Regions from separate parts of the Sus scrofa genome. Here region 2 is linked to region 1. The links are chromatin contacts, called in public HiChIP or PLAC-seq maps. All regions are on one chromosome and are shown on one strand. The core of a region is the stretch at or near the end of the contact, and the rest is flanking DNA. Distances in the headings are between cores, read along the strand shown.

Evidence for each region. HiChIP or PLAC-seq counts read pairs in DNA pulled down with a chosen protein or histone mark.
Region 2: an H3K27ac HiChIP or PLAC-seq map of alveolar macrophages shows a contact between it and region 1. The contact joins two enhancer-like sites. A contact is called at or near these places in 1 of 47 Hi-C or Micro-C datasets (embryonic fibroblasts) and 1 of 2 datasets of contacts at active chromatin or transcription factors (alveolar macrophages).

What each region holds. Positions count from the first base shown.
Region 1 is chr1:668,994-674,175 of Sscrofa11.1, forward strand. The region is part of intron 18 of WDR27 (WD repeat-containing protein 27); the gene reads left to right. Among named protein-coding and RNA genes, the nearest start is that of WDR27, 93 kb to the left of the region's middle. Within about 2 kb of position 2,763, at least 32 of the 83 cell types and tissues checked have an H3K27ac peak or open chromatin away from gene starts, as enhancers often do. A contact at or near this core is called in alveolar macrophages, where this site is marked.
Region 2 is chr1:823,462-828,643 of Sscrofa11.1, forward strand. No RefSeq gene overlaps it. Among named protein-coding and RNA genes, the nearest start is that of THBS2, 28 kb to the right of the region's middle. Within about 2 kb of position 2,885, at least 21 of the 83 cell types and tissues checked have an H3K27ac peak or open chromatin away from gene starts, as enhancers often do. A contact at or near this core is called in alveolar macrophages, where this site is marked.

The DNA.
Region 1 (5,182 bases), core at 1,513-4,012:
GCCGGGGTCCTGACGTGTGTGGAGAGAGGGTCCGTTTCCTTAGTGTTTCTCCTTTGGAGCCCCGGGTGGGACTAACGCTGAAGTCCAGTCTTCTGATGACTGACTTAGGAAGTTTCCTCTTGGTTTGAGGTCTTACCGGAAAGAGGCCCTGCAGTCAGGAGTCGGCCTTGCCGTCCAGGCAAAAACACATAAAATGGAATTAGCGTTTCGTTCTCTGGGAAGAGAGGGCCGCGTTTCTCAGCTGGTTCTTGGCTGCTGATGGGCAGACCACGTCAGGACCAACAGGGGGCCATTCGAGTGACGTGGTGACCTGTCTCCCAGACCTACAGGCTCCTGAAACCTCAGGGGACAGTTACACCCGAAAGGCTGAGAGAACCGGCTCCAGGGTCTCTGGATGCACCAGCGTCCAGGCGGGAGGAGGTGGACGCCCACTTCAGGTGGGGAGTGACTTCATCCTCCCCCGTTTCTGTCCTCCCTGGGCCCTCAGCACAGGGGACCAGGCCCACTGCCCTGGGCAGGGCACCTGCTTCCTGAGTCCACAGATGCTGTGCTCCTGGCTGGCGCCTTCAGTGACAGCAGCACCTCGGAGGCGGGTCCCTCCTGGGGTTGGGCGCACAGTGTCAGCAGATGCCCACGCACGCCCGTCTGACCTTCATCAGGAAGTCCTCAGTTGTGAAACGACGGGGACCCAGATATGACACTGGCCAAGGCCCCTCATGGCACCTTCAGGATGTGTGACCCTCAGCCCGGCTATGTCATCTGTGGCTCAGGGTGACCTGGGACCAGACTGATTTCTTCATTTATGGGCAATGCCAGAACCAGGCAGCGCCAGGGTGCTCCTCAGGCGGGGAGGCAGGGGCCAGAGCCACGTTCCAGAAGCTGACGAGTCTGGCCAGGGTCACCCCAGGATGGGTGGGGTCCAGCCGAGCTGTCGCACTGGTGTCAGGCAGGCAGGTGGCGAGCAGCAGTGGCCAGAGCCAAGCAGAGGGCCTCCACCTGCCCTGTGGGTGTCAGCACCTGCCGTGGCACCCAGGGGCCTCAGGAAGGGGGGCGGGTCACCCACGAGGTGTAGGTGCAGCGGTGGCGGGAGGGGTCCTGGAGTCAGGGCTCTGACGGTCGTCATGGGACGGCCGTCCTCCGGCAAAGGTTCAGTCCTGTCCGTCGCGCAGTTTTGGTCCCAGGTGCCCAGGAAATGCGACTGTGCCTTTGCAACCCTCCCCACCACGGGGCAGCTGTAATTCCTTAAATTCCCTCCAGCGTGGGTTCCAGGATCACAGAGTTGAGCCAGCCTGTGAACGTGGAAACTAGGTTTCCTGATCCTCTTGGCTGGGCCTTTACATTTTAAAATATGGAAAAAAATCTACTTGGATTAAACAGTCCTTCCAAATGAGGCTGACGGGAAGCGGATGGGTGCGCCCGTGTCCATGGGTCTAACCATTGGAGCGCCTCGCCCATCTTTTATCGCTGGTGAGGTGCAGCCCGTGGCTTCTGACCACGACGTCCAGGGACCCTCGCGCGGGCCGTCTCCGCAGGACGCACCCCGTCCTCCGCCGGGAGGCCTGAGCTCAGCACGGGTGCGGTGTCGTCTGAGTCGGTGCAGCTGGCATCTGAAGCCCCGGGACCGCTTTTTATCGGGAATATTTGCTCCTATGAGACCCGGGCTCACCCGTAGCCGCTCACACGGGTTTCACGGTCACGTTCTGACTGTTTCTGTTTTTCTGTTCTGTCTCCTTTGCCTCTGGTTTGAGTCAGTGATCCTCCCACCCCGGGCCCTTAGAACTGCAGGAGCCCCGCCGAGCAGATTAAGTCAGGTCTTGGTCATGTCATGGAAGTGCTGGGGGGCTGCCTGCTGGGGGCTGGAGGTCCCGGGGGGCTGGGGACTGGAGGTGCTGGGGGCTGGAGGTGCTGGGGGGCTGGGGCTGGAGGTCCTGGGGGGCTGGGGGCTGGAGGTCCTGGGGGGCTGGGGCTGGAGGTCCTGGGGGGCTGGGGCTGGAGGTGCTGGGGGCTGGGGCTGGAGGTCCTGGGGGGCTGGGGCTGGAGGTCCTGGGGGACTGAAGGTCCCGGGGGGCTGGGGGCTGGAGGTCCTGGGGGGCTGGGGGCTGGAGGTCCTGGGGGGCTGGGGCTGGAGGTGCTGGGGGCTGGGGCTGGAGGTCCTGGGGGCTGGGGCTGGAGGTCCTGGGGGACTGAAGGTCCTGGGGGCTGGGGCTGGAGGTCCTGGGGGGCTGGGGCTGGAGGTCCTGGGGGACTGAAGATCCTGGGGGGCTGGGGCTGGAGGTCCTGGGGGACTGAAGGTCCCGGGGGGCTGGGGGCTGGAGGTCCTGGGGGGCTGGGGGCTGGAGGTCCTGGGGGACTGAAGGTCCTGGGGGGCTGGGGGCTGGAGGTCCTGGGGGGCTGGGGCTGGAGGTCCCGGGGGGCTGGGGCTGGAGGTCCCGGGGGGCTGGGGGCTGGAGGTCCTGGGGGACTGAAGGTCCTGGGGGACTGAAGGTCCTGGGGGGCTGGGGGCTGGAGGTCCTGGGGGACTGAAGGTCCTGGGGGGCTGGGGCTGGAGGTCCTGGGGGGCTGGGGCTGGAGGTCCTGGGGGCTCTTGCTGGTGCGAGGCTCTGGGGGTGGCCCTGGGTGAGCCTGCCCTCGGGAAGCAGGCTTTCTCGGGGTCGCCTCTTCCTTCTGTTCCTCCTCCGTCTGCAAGTGGCCTCTGAACGCCTCGCCCTTTCCCTCACTGCGGTCTCTGGGCTCTTGCCAAAGGCCCTGACTCATCTCCTTTGCAGTCGGGCCGCCCCCAAAGCCGTCAGCTCTGCCAACCCCACATTCCGACAGCCGACCGCGAGTTCTGCTCCAGGGCCTGCCCTCCCCCCCCCCCCCCCCCGCCTCCGCTTGACCTGTGACCGCCGCCCCCGGAGCCGCGTTCTTGACCCCCGCCCTCGCCAGACGTGAAGCCACTGATCCCCAGATCCCCAGACCCCTCCTGATCTCCCTGCCCCGCTCCGCGCCCTGGCGGCCGCAGGTGCCACAGGCTTCCTCCCACGGCTCCGGGTCCGTACCGCCCGGGGCCGCCGCCGTCGCGTCCGAGCCCCGGCCTCTCCGCCCTCCGCCTGTGCACTTCTTCTCCTGTTCGTTTTGCTCAGAAGGCCTTCTAGTTTCCCGTTGTCCTCTTCATCGGGTCACGGGTTCCCTCGGAGGGAGCGCCTCCGTTTCCACACATCTGGGGGCCCGGCCACGGCCCCTTCTGTGGGTTCTGATGTGACTCCGCGGGTTCGGAGGGTTCGCCTGTATTGACCTTGGCTTCGTGTCCCGTGGCCCCTTGAGGAGCGTGTGTTCCGCTCCTGGTGGTGGCGTCACCGCTGTCAGTGAAGGCAGGTGGGAACAGTGCCCTCGTCTTGTGTGGCTGCAAAAGCCGCGTCCGTGGTGGGGCGGCAGGAAAGCCTCCCCTCAGACCGTCCACCAGGAGGCCTCCGCTTGTGGTCTTGCGGGTTGTGCCTCATGCGTTTTGAAGCTCCTGGGTGAGGCTGGGATCGTTACGTCATTCGGATGACTGGGTCTCTGCCGTGCGAAGCGGCATATTCTTTTTTTCTTCGCTTTGAAACGTGCTTGCTGCGAACCGCTTAGCTTTCGTTTGGTGCGTGTTAGGACAGCGGTCTCAGTTTCTTTTCTTCCGCCTGCTCGAGTCTGTGTTGGAAGTGCCTCTCTCGTAGCTGGTATTCGGCTTGTCTTACTCTTTTATCCAGTCTGATGACTCTGACTTTTCATTGGTACATTTAGACGATTTATACTTGATGTGACTTTCTTTTCTTTTTGGTATTTTCTAGAGCCGCACCCACGGCATATGGAAGTTCCCAGGCCAGGGGTCTAATTGGAGCTGTAGCTGTCAGCCTACACCACAGCCACAGCAACTTGGGATCTGAGCCGCATCTGCCACCCACCACAGCTCACGGCAACGCCAGATCCTTGACCCGTGGAGCGAGGCCAGGGATCGAACCCGAAACCTCTCGGTTCCTAGTCGGATTCGTTACCCACTGAGCCACATCGGGAACGCCAACATTTGATGTGATTTTGATATGGTTTTGTGGAAGACTCGCACTTTGTTTTCTGTTTGTCCACCTGATATTTTTCCCCCGCCTTCCTTTGGCTCAGTTGGATGTTTTTGGTCCTGTTTTATAACTTTTCGGGATTCTAGGTCTCCACCTTGTCTTGCGAGTCTGAGGCCGTGGTAAGGTGCGCCGTGCGTATCTTCAGCCTGACTGTCCCCCTTCGAGCGATATTGCCCATGGGATCCACGGGGTGGGAACCTGTCAGAGAAACAGTCGCGCCTCCGTTTCTTCTCTCCGGCCTTTAAGCCGTGGCTGTGGCGCTTTTCACTTTCCCACCTGCTGTAACGCCCATTATGTTATGATTAATTCTGTTCAAGCATTTCCTCTCAGACGGTAATGATGAAATCTCATGCATTTCCCGTGTCGCTCCTCATTGAACGTCTTCTTGAGCCTTGGTTTTCTTGTCTTTAAAACTGAGTCGTTGAATTAGATGGTCTCTGTGATTCTGGAAAAGCCGCTTCGCCGCCGAGAGGATTGTGCTGAATTCTCTGTGCAGGCACGCGCGGGCGTGGGCTGTCTTGAAGCTACGTATGCATGTTCTTTATTTCCCGGGCGTTGTGAATACGCGTATAATTGTATGCAGTGTGCAGCAAACTCACCTTAGCGACTGCTGCGTGTGACCGAGGGTTGCGGCGGCGTTTAGCAGTGTCTGACATCCAGTGAGCGACGGAGCCCGTGTAAGCCCGTCTTGGTCAGGATTCCCACTCGCGAGACACCAACTCTCGGTTTTGATTTTGCCTCTGACGTCCCTTGCGTTTTCTTGTCAGGTCGCATCCCAGCCTCCCCGAGCCCTGGGCTGAAACGGGCCGCATTTAGGGTTCCTTTTCTTGGCCACTTGCTCAAGCCTGATTTCTTATTTGTAGCCTAAGACAAACTGGTTTGAGCTCAAGTTCAACATTTCCTCTTACTTATTAGATACATACCTGAGCAGTGTCACTACTCCACGTCCCGTATTTATGCGACCATTGTGTCCTGAATTCTCTTCACAGCGCAGTCAGGGCCACTGACCCACGAAGACATTGAAACACTTGTACGCATCCACGCGGTTGGGACGCGGCTGTGCCGACGCGCACACCGTCGAACTGGTTTCAGACCCC
Region 2 (5,182 bases), core at 1,635-4,134, 150 kb after region 1:
TGCACTGGGCTGGCCAGGCACCCAAGCCCTCAAGTCCAGGCAGAGGGAAGCCTTTCACAACAGACCTGGGTGACCTTGGCCTGAGGCCAGCGGTCAGTTCCTCCATCGTCAGCCTACCTGGACACAGGCCAAGGAAGCCTTCATTCCCACCGACTCCAGCAGTACACCTGTGCGCAGGCGCTGCTGAAGAACCGGCTCACCTGAGCGGTGGCGTCTGTCAGTCCTCACTGCCGTTAGTGGGCCCGCTGACCTCTGGGTATTTAAGGCTGGTGTAAGCTGGGTCCAGAAATGCCTGCTGCAGCTGCTTCGCGTTGAAAGTGCATGCACACCGTGTGTCAGGAATAAGCTTTGTACCTTCATTTACATGTATTAAGAGAACCTTTTTCAAGTTTATAATGTTTGGATGACATGTTATTATTACTTTGCTGTGAAATTCTTAATTTAACTTGTAATAAAGGTCATTGGACTCTTGCAGATCAGAGGCCATGGTTTTGTTTCCCTCAGGGCTTATGAAACAAACACAAGTGTCCCGAATGGTTGGATGAATATGGTAAATATAACTCTACTAAAGTTTAAAATCGCCCGGAAGGAAATTCATCAAGAGAAGACAGAGGAAGGATCACGTTTCGACTTAAGAGCCACGTACGTTTCCAGCTGCTTCCTTTCCCCCTTGAAGCTTGAGGTTGGACCCCAGCAGAGGCGGCTTGACGGTGCATCAGAGGTGAACAAGGGACTTGACGGCGATGCCCGGAAACTCGTGCTTTATCCCGGAGTCTCCTCTGATGCCCCGGCTGGAGCATGTGAAGATTGTGAGTTTAGATTTGTAGTGGTGAATTTATATGTTTTGAGGGGAATTACGGGCTTAGTGGGTCACCTTTGTGCAATGTAAAGGTAGGTACCAGGATTCTTCTGTATATGAAAAAGTTCAGTCGTGTCTTTCTGCCGAAATGTGCTTTATTTTGGTGACTGTTCTGGGTGAGTTGAGAGTATGGTCTGCTCTTACTGGTTGGGATATTCAATAAATGCCAGTTAGAGCAGGTTGGTTGGTAGTTTGGGGCAGGTCCAACATAACCTTTCTGATCTTCTGTCTTGCTGGTCTCTCCGTTACTGAATGAGGGGTGTTGGAGTCTACAGCTATAGTAGTGGGTCTGTTTCTCCATGGGATTTGATCAGTTTTTGCCTCAAATATTTTGCTGCTCTGCTGTTATGTGCATTCATTTTAAGGATTGTTATGTCTTCTTGGAAACTACCTCTTTTATCATGATTTAATATCCTTATTTATCCTCAGCAATTTTTCTTGTGAAGTTTTTGTCTTCTAAATTTGTAGCTAATCCAGCTTTCTTTTGGTTAGTGGTGCTGTGAGCATGTCTTTCTCTAGCCCTTGACTTTTAATCCGTGAACGTTTATCTTTTAAAGTAGATTTCTCGTAGATAGCATATAGTTGAGACTAATTTTATTATCCACTCTTAAAGTCTCTATATTTTAATTGGTATATTTAGGTCATTCACAACTAAAGAAATAAATGATATAGTTGGATTAACATCTGCCATGTTTGCAACTATTTTCTATTCATTGTGCTTGTATTTTGTTTCTCTTTTTCTCTTCTACCTTATCTGCCTTCTGTGGCTTTAATTGAGCACTTTATGGGTTTGTTTTCTCTCCTCTCTTAGAACATTCTTTATGTTTTCTTAATAAACATTTTAGGTGTTGTTTAGAATTTGCAGTGTGAATTCTCAGTGACCCCAAGTCCATCCTCAAATACCCCTTTCCTACTTCACAAACAGTCTCTGAATCTCAGAGCAAATGACGCTCAGTATCTGCCTCCTGTCATTAATTTTCTTTATCCACACACACTGATTCCCAATACGATGTTACTGCTATTGCTTTAAACAAACTGCTGTCTTTTCGACCAGGTAACATGAAAGATAAAGAATTTCATTCTCCCTTAATTTCGTCGTCTTCCAGTGTGCTTCCATTTTCAGACAGATGCAAGTTTCTGGCCTGTTTCAATTCCCTTCTCGCCGAAAGAATGTATGTAAGTTATACTTCAACATATTTTTTTTAAAAAATCAAGTCCACTTCCATGTTGGGGTGACGTCGAGGGGAGATGAGTCAAACAGCCACCATGGAGGGGGTACGGGGAGTCGGAAGGGGGGTTGGGTGCATTGAGTCCCCGCTGTTTTTTCAGCTAAAGAATGGTTCACGTGGTGGCGTGTTTCTGGGTGGCTCTGAAATATGTCTGAGTTAAACACAAGTTCATAAGATGTTTGAAACTGTGGAACTCTTCTCTTTCTGTTTTCCTGTAAGGAAACTCCACCTTAGAAATGGTGTTGGCTCGAGTGCAGAAACTACTTAAACTCTGAGAAATTCATGGGAGCAAATATTACACTTTGTTCTGAGATTCTGATTCAGTCCACCTAATTCTAATTATCCTGCGATGAATGAATTAAAACCATCTGATTGAGTCATGTTTGTAAAATGCTCTCATTAGTAACTCCTCTGAATGTTTTGATTGTTTCTTTTTATAATCATCTGGTCATGTGGCCCCTTTTAAAGCTTAAATGTCAAACATAGACGTCAGTGGAGTCACGTGAAAGATTCGACATGTGCCATCGTCATGCGTCCCGTTCGGAAACGTCTCATTAGACTGTCCTCGGTGGGCTCCTGCTCGAGAGGCTGCGCGTGGTTTCAGTTATTTGCTGCAGAACGCAAGCCTATAAAATATAAAACTATGATGAAATGGAAAGAATGTTTTGAGGCAGCTACAGACAAAACCCTGCCGTCGGGATGAAAGGCTGGATGAGTCACGTAGCCGGGGAGATGTGATCACCCCGGCCAAGCCAGGCGACCGCGTCTGCGAGGCCGATTGCTCAACCGGGACGCCTCCCCACTGGCCCAGAGGCCCCGGGTCACATGGCGGGGCAGGACCCTGGGCAGGCAGGCGCCGCACGTGTCCTAACGGGATGGGCCGAGCTCCCCAGCGGCAGAGAGCCAGCGCCCCCAGGGATGCTCGGCCTGGCCGACTTTGCTCCCGAGGAGCTGTCCCCAGAGGAGGTGTGGCGTGTGCGCCTGGGCCGCGAGGGGCAGGCCGGAGCCAGACACACGGTGGTCTCTGGGGCGGGGGTCAGTGCCGCTTTCATTCAGGCCTCTGGGGTCCATGGCCTCCAGGAGGAAGTGGAAGGTCATGGGGGGTCGAGGAGGCGTGTTCGGGATGACGCCAGGCATTCATGCCTTCAGCGCTCACCCCCTGCTGCAAACAGCAAGGGTTTAGAAACAGTGAAAACCGAGGGAGACAAAGGAAGCAGCAGAGCCCAGAGCTTCCCAGTGAGATGGTCACAGCAGGGCCCCCTGCTGGCCGGGGCGGAGGGGGGGCGGGGGTGCCTGGGGCAGAACCGGTGTGGACATGGGGGGAGGGAAGGCCCAGGTCACGGTTCCTACTGATGGGACGTGGGCCTGTCCTGTTCTCCCGCCACCTCAGCTGAACACTTGCCCTGGAGTCTGGCCCTCTGCCCATTCTTGCTGCACTTGGTCTGCACAGGGCCCAGCACCCGGCGGGGTCAGCTTTCTCGGGACAAAAGCCACCAGCCCCCGCTGTGTTAAGTTCATGGTCACGGGGGTAGAAGGGGCAGCCACGGGACTGCAGCATGGCGTCCCATGGCCGGTACCGGGGCAGGTGACCCCTGGAACCGGTGAGTCATTCTCGAAGTGGCCCCAGGGCGTGTGGGCCCCGGGCAGGAGCAGACGCTGTGGGATAAACCAAGTGGTGGCTTGGAACCTTCGACGCGCACGCTGAGCAGCATGAAAGGTCCGCGAGATCCAGGACCTGGCCGACGGGAGGCTGCCCTCAGCCCCTGAGCCCCGAGCAGCTTAGGGGCCGTGGTGTCAGGTGAGCCCAGTCATTGCGGCCGGAGTCCCAGAGCAGTGAGCTGGGAGCTGAGTTTCCAAGGACGAGTGTGTGGGGACAGGCCAGCAACTCCGGAGAGAAGAGCACGTGTAGGACACGGACATGGGCCCAGGGCGGGTGCCCTTGACCCCACCCCACGTGCTGAACAGAGGCGGCCGTGCTGGGCGGGGGACCGGGTCCCCGAGTGCTCAGCGGCGGGGGGACTCCTCCGTGGGCCAGCAGACAGCCCTTTTGGTGGGAGGGTCGGAGGAGACGGAGGCCCTATGAAGGCGGCCTGTTTTCAGGGCCAGGGAACTTCCCTGTGGGCGCCAGACAAAGGCAGCCTGGGCCCTCCCGACGCCATCTCTGCTCGGCCCCCGTGGGCGCCCCCGGCCACCCACCGTCACTGGTCACACACACAGGTGTGGTTCGCTTGGTTCAAGAGTGTGTCTTTGTGGGGAAGAGACCTGCCCTTGACCGAGACGTGCCTTCTTCCTGGGCGTGGTCTCCGTCACGGGGTTCATCTCATGGGCTTCAGTTTTCTTACCTAGAAAGCGTGAATCATCACGCTCAGTCTTAGACTGCGGAGAGGCTCAGGTGTGCCCTGTGTGGCCCATCAGCGGTGCTGATTCCTCAGCCAGCGCCGTGGCCTGGGCCCCTTGGGGAAGGGTCCTGCGGGGAAGGCTCTCTCGGGACTCAGGACCCCGTGGAGTCAGACCAGTGGAGGAGGCCGAGCAGTCCTGCTGCCCGAGGTCCCCTCGAGTCCAGGGCGTTTGGGGGGGAGGATGGCGGCGTCTTTTCCCCGAGCTGAGTCCCAGGCCAGCAGCGTCGGGTCGGGAACGTCCAGTTGGGAGGATCGGGTCTGGACACGTGCATCTGGAGGAGCACAGGTGAGAGGGGAGCTGGTGGGAACAGGTGGTTGTGCAGGAGGGAGGGTCCTGGGTGAGGACGCGGCTGAGGACAGGCCCTGGGACCCACACAGTGACTGTGGTGGGGACAGCATCTGCCACAGAGCGCTGGGGACAGGCCCTGCGAGAGGAGGAGCCCACCCCAGGGTCCCATCCACGCGGCCCCCGCCGGAGCCCACCCGTCCTCCAGATGGAAGGGGTGCGGCCGACTGGGGGGGATGGACTTCTCCCGTGGGCCTTCCTTGGGGGCTCTGTCGGGCTCCCGCTAAAAACTCGTCCTCATCTGGCCTGAAAAGGCCAAGCCCGTCCCACCACTGAGGGTTCGGCTCGTCCGTTTCCTGCTTTAGGGACGGAGGGAGGAGCTGTGATGACGGGAGTGGAGCTCCGGCCC